Regions from separate parts of the Hordeum vulgare genome. Here region 2 is linked to region 1. A link is a contact called in public Hi-C data. All regions are on one chromosome and are shown on one strand. The core of a region is the stretch at or near the end of the contact, and the rest is flanking DNA. Distances in the headings are between cores, read along the strand shown. Region 1 holds the start of LOC123402893. Region 2 holds the start of LOC123403406 (copper methylamine oxidase-like).

Region 1 (2,760 bases), core at 247-2,746:
ACAGAAAGTACTTTGTTCATCTGTCTTGTGATCAGCAGAAATGCCAAGAACTGACGTTAGTAAAGCATAGGACAACAATGCTTCTAACTGTAAAATTTATGGGGAACGTTACGCGTCCGCCGGATGATTTCTAAAAATAATCCGTCACCTAGCTAGCCGTTGGATGCCCGAGCTAACAGCCGTTTGATCTAACGTGCCCGCATCCCGCCGCATGGTCAGTAGTTATTTTCTGAAATGACGCTCGAGTTGCAGAAACTTTCGCTTTGTTGCAAGAAATAAACTTTGAATCCGTTAATTCCTGAAACAACGGTCAAGTTTCAGAAACAATTTGCTTGTTGCAGAAATTTTTTTTCTTCGTCTATCTGTAACATAGGTATTTTTACGGAAGAATTTTTTGCAACAACGGTCGAGTTTCAGGATTTTTTGCAAACAAAGTCAGGTTGCAGAAGCACTACCCCAGCCGGGATCCGGTCTGGCGCGGGGAGGCAGGGCCGACGCGAGTCGGCCGGCGGCAGGAACGCGACGGCGATGGCTGGGGGCTCCAGCGCCGGTGGCTGGGGCTCCGGTGGCGGCAGGATCGGCCGGCGGCGGCGCACCACGGCGGGGCAGGCCGGCGACGCGAGGTCGTCGGGGCGGAGGCACGGACTGGACAGTTTCTCTGAAACAACTGCCCAGTTTCAGAAACTGTGCCCCAGTTTCAAAAATCGTTTGACGCGGGGTTAGATGGAGTAAGATCCGACGGACGAGGAAGCGGTGGACAGTTTATTTGGATCCGCCGGTGGAAGGTAAGAGTTTCCCAAAATTTATACGTTATATAAACATGGGTGATAACAGATCTTCCAGCCCTATGCTGTATGAACTGATAATTCATACAATCGCTCGTCATGGATGGGAATGCGGCCCTAAAATGCACATAGATCATGGTCATTTCTGAACCACTTTCCAGCAATATAAAGATTTAACTCACAAACTTCATTAAACCTACAAATTCGGAGAGACCAACTACCTACACAACAATTCCAGCGACTAAGCGCATAACACACCAAGGATCCACTAAAACCCATCAAGATTCAAGAATCACTCAGCGATATAACTAAAAAAGCTCACATATATCATCGTTAACAGCAACATATAATACACCAAAGGAAAGAAGAATAAGCGTATGGGATCACGAGAAGGCGCGCGGGAGATTGCTCGTACCAGCCGATGCGGTTAGCGAGAAGAAGAGCAGCAGAAGCAGGCTGTAAGTGGGAGTCGGACGCAACGGCGGAGGAGGGCTCATCGTAGTAAACCTGCCCACCGGCAGTCCGGCAGGGTCTCGCGGCGGCGGGCGGGCGGGCGGGCGGCCAGCCGGCGTGATCCGTCAGCGGATAGGCGACCAGGGAGGGGAATCAATCCGTGGTCGGACGGATCGATCCGCTAGCGGACTGCGGACCAGACACCCAAGTCAACAGCTCTGCGTAATCCCTCGACGTAGATGGGCCGGTCCAATAACGCATGACGTCCCCCTCCCCCCTCCCGTGGAGCGCTCCCAGTACACGGCATCAGAAAAATGTCGGGTTTGTGACATTTTAAAAATCTTTATGCATTTCAATAAAATGTACTTCCTCGGTTCTTAAATATAAGTCTTTTTAGAGATTTCACTAAAGGACTACATACGAAGCAAAATGAATAAATCCATACTCTAAAGTATCTCTATATACATCCGTATGTAGTCTTTTAGTGAAATTTTTAAAAATACTTATATTTAGAAAAGAAGGGAGTACGTGGCATTTCTGAAAATTAAAATACAATGTAAAAATGGTGGTGTAATTAAAAAAATGTTCCATACAATTTAAATATATATGTTACGCTTTAGAGCATGTTCACGCGTTTCATTTGTTTGTGACATATAAAAAATGCTTATACAATGTAAAAATTGTTCACATAGTTTAAAAATATGTTTTGTGCCAACAAAAAAAAATGATTAACACGTACTCAAAAATGTTCAAAACCATGTTTAAAAAAAATATTTGGAAAGGTTAAACCTGCATAAAAATGGATGCTTGGACGAGCTGCGGGAGTAGTCACACGAGGCTCCCTCTGTGGTGCCCTTCCCATTGTTCTTGCCAAAAAATCCAATTCATCTTCTCTGGAAAAACGATGAAATTCCATGAATTTATGTGGCAAAAAAGTTCATGCATCCAAAAACGAACAATTGGACGTGAGAACTATGAATACTAATGTCTAAAATCAATGTGGGATCGAAAAAATACCAAACTATCCTAAATCCAAAATGCGAGAAAATATCCATGGATAAAAAAATCACGGATCTAGAAAGAAACTTACTCACTAGAAGACTTCTCAACTCAAATGAACAAAACCGGTGAGGAATTAGATGTTTTGATGGATTAGCGAGATAGAGATAGCGAGAGGGAGGGAGGGAGGGAGGCGGGGCAATGTTAAAAAACAGCTCTAGCCCCACAGTTGACTCCTTTTGGATAATTTTTCATGTGGTATGACTACTGATACGAGGGAGAACACTCGTACTACAAATCACATTGATTGGCATGATTGAACCTATAATATGAAGTAGTGATCAAATGAAGCATATCTGTAATTGCGCTTCCACGAGAGAAGACGATGCCTAGTATGAGTGCGCCAGCCTGTACATGGTGGCGTCGCCTCCCCTTGGTTGAGTATTTACTATGGTAGCTTCAGATCGTGAAGGAGAGCTCCAGAGAGATCAAAAACTCTACCATAACCAAGAACTTCAGGCCG
Region 2 (2,846 bases), core at 108-2,607, 600 kb after region 1:
TGGTGCCACCTTCCATGCAAAACATTCTAGTATTCCCATAATGGCCATATCTCCGATAGACAAAAAGGTTCCCATGCCTTCATAAAATACATCACTATCTCAATCCAGATAGTCCTCTTCCTAGCCATATCGCGAAAAGAGAATTAGTAATTACTGCAAGGATTATCTAAGTAGATAGATGCTGGGTAAACATTTAGCAGAATATCCCTATTCCAAACACTAACTGCTCTATCACAGGATGAATCTATAAAATAAAAAATATGTTTCCATCCCAGCACCATCATTTATTCATTTAGCAGAATATATAGTGTGCTCAGTCTGCAGCAACATTCTACATGGGCTATTATACCGACGTTATTTACGGCGTGTTGGAGCAAACAAACAACATTGTCCTTGGGTTATTACACAAATCTGAACTAGTAATTACCACCAGGCATTGTTTGCAATGCTTCAACAACGCAACCACAGACCCAACGCAAATTCAAACTACACTCTGTTACCACTTTAAGATCCGTGTTTCAAGTAGTACGGTTCATGCCCAAGAGAATCAGTACAGCAACCGTATGCAACGTATTTTCACGCACGGATCGGATTTCATGAGGGTGATCGCGATCAACAGAAGATTAGTGCACATACATACACCTTCTATAATGTATCAAGGCACTTCACCCGTCAGCCCCCCCCCCCCCCCCCCCCCTAACATTTCCTGGAAGATAACCCGCATCAAGTTCAGAAATGATCACAAATTCAGGGCATCAGATGTCTCGTATTACCAAATCCAGCAACGGGCACACGAGTAGCAGCGTGATCCAAGTGAATGCACAGCAGATGCAGAGCAACCAACACAGCAGAGGGAGGCGATGGCGGTTACCGATCATACTGTATATACCTTTGGACGAGGCCTTAGCGGTGGTGGACGGGGAATCCGTGATCTCCTCTATCACAGCGCCGCCGTTGGGCGTCACGGGAGTGGCGGCCGCGCCGCTGCTGCGGCATCCCTGCGCCTTTTCCTCGGAGACAGCCATGGGAGAGGGTTTGCTACCTGATCGTTCCCGCTCGTCGCCCTCCTCCAATTCTCCTCTACCTCTCGTGGCAACGATCGGACACCCAGCACTGGCCCCTCCGCCTCCTCCACGGCCTTACCCGCTTCCTCCTCCTCGGCTGCTTCTACAGTTCTACTCACTCGTGTGCGCGAGGCGCGATGGGTTTTTTTGAGATTGGGAATTCGGGGCTCCACGCCGCGGAATGGGGCTGGCGTCTCGGCCGCGAGTGGGCAATCTGGGGAGAGACGGGAAGCGGAGGAGGGGTTTTGGGGTTCTGGTGGGAGTTTCACCGGTGTGCTTCGTTTTTTTGGGTTGCCGGTGATACCGTCACGGTGATGACGGCCGGAGGCAAGGGCTCGCTTGGTGCCATAGGAATAATACTATACTTACGGGATGAATCCTACGGATTCGGCCTACGGACTGAGGTGGCATGCAGCCATGCAACTGCGGGACTCAAGTTTAGAACAAATGCGTTAAGTCTTCCAACTAAATGAAGCCACGTTGCGTCCGTAACTTTAGTGCGTAGCTATTTCCTGTAAGTGTAGCATTATTCGTGCCATAGCGTGCCTTATTATTATTATAGCAAAATAGCCCGTGCGTTGTAACGAAAAAAAAAACCCACATGCTTTTAATTTTTTTATAATTATTTTGATTTATTAAAATAATAAGCTAACAAACTAATGCAGTTAGTCCTATCCTATTTTGTTGAAAAATCAACCCGTCCATTGTTAATTTCACCATAATGAGAAATTGAAGCGCGGGTTGAATAACAAAAATTACAAGGGCTTTTTTATAAAAATGGTGTGGTGGGTTTTCCGACGAAAGCAATAGCCGTTTTATTATTAGTATATTATTATTACTAGCAAAAAGGTCCGTGTGTTGCAACGAAATAAAAAATAACACACGCTCTGAACGCAATATATTTTCACATGACATCACATTTGTGTTACCGACGATGGTTTCAGTGCTTACACAACGAAAACGCGTTTAAAAGTACAGTTACTCGGAATAAGATAAGAAATATGTTGTTTCTCCCCACGAGATTTTTCAAAGATGTGCATGTGTGGTTAACAATGTTTTCTTTCCTCTCAATTTGGTTTTAATTCAATGGATGTTTATTGCAATTCGTATGGTCGTCGGAAAAAGAGAAAAAAAAGATTGTGCACTACAGATTAAGTTTGCATCAAAAATAATATTTAAGAAGTATTCAAGAGCTAAAAATGACATCTTATTTAGATTCACATTTTTCCAATCAAATTTCATATATAACATGTTAAAATCAGAGTTACGGTTTAAAAGATATGAATAATTTTGTTTTAGATAAAATATGGATAGATTAACTGAAAAGTCGGTTTTTTTGTTAAAACGAAAAAACGTTTCAGCTGACTTAAATAGGGAGGGCGGGTTGATTACCTGAAACGTCGGGGAGTTTTCTGAAAAATGCAAAAAACCGGTTCGGCTGTGACTAAAAGATGGATTGCGGGTTGATTATCTAAAACTATAAGGGCGTTTCTGCAAAATGACAAAAAAACGGTTCGTTGTGACTTAAAATTGGACTACGGGTTAATTACCTAAAACTGCGAGGACTTTTCTACAAGATGACCGACGACGGACGACAGAAGCAGTGCGCGCTTTATTATTATGAAAGATAATTACTATTATTATTATTATTATTGTTGTTGTTGTTATTATTATTATTATTATTATTACTAGATGATGCCTTGCGGCGGAAACTCTGTTAAAAATGTATGGATAAGAGCATCTTCAATAGTCTGTACGTTCAATTGTTGTTATTAATGTTCA

Evidence for each region. A called contact is a pair of places that touch in the nucleus more often than the background predicts.
Region 2: a contact with region 1 is called in a Hi-C map of leaf, with 7 times the contacts expected there. The contact joins the promoter of LOC123403406 here to the promoter of LOC123402893 in region 1. A contact is called at or near these places in 5 of 6 Hi-C or Micro-C datasets (leaf, seedling and an unstated tissue) and 1 of 1 datasets of contacts at active chromatin or transcription factors (embryo).

What each region holds. Positions count from the first base shown.
Region 1 is chr6H:324,010,111-324,012,870 of MorexV3_pseudomolecules_assembly, forward strand. LOC123402893 reads right to left here and starts at 1,497. Exons shown (of 5, transcript XM_045096860.1): 1 at 1,201-1,497. The coding sequence starts at 1,282.
Region 2 is chr6H:324,609,973-324,612,818 of MorexV3_pseudomolecules_assembly, forward strand. It overlaps LOC123403406 (copper methylamine oxidase-like), which reads right to left and starts at 1,358. Exons shown (of 12, transcript XM_045097341.1): 1 at 890-1,358. The coding sequence starts at 1,025.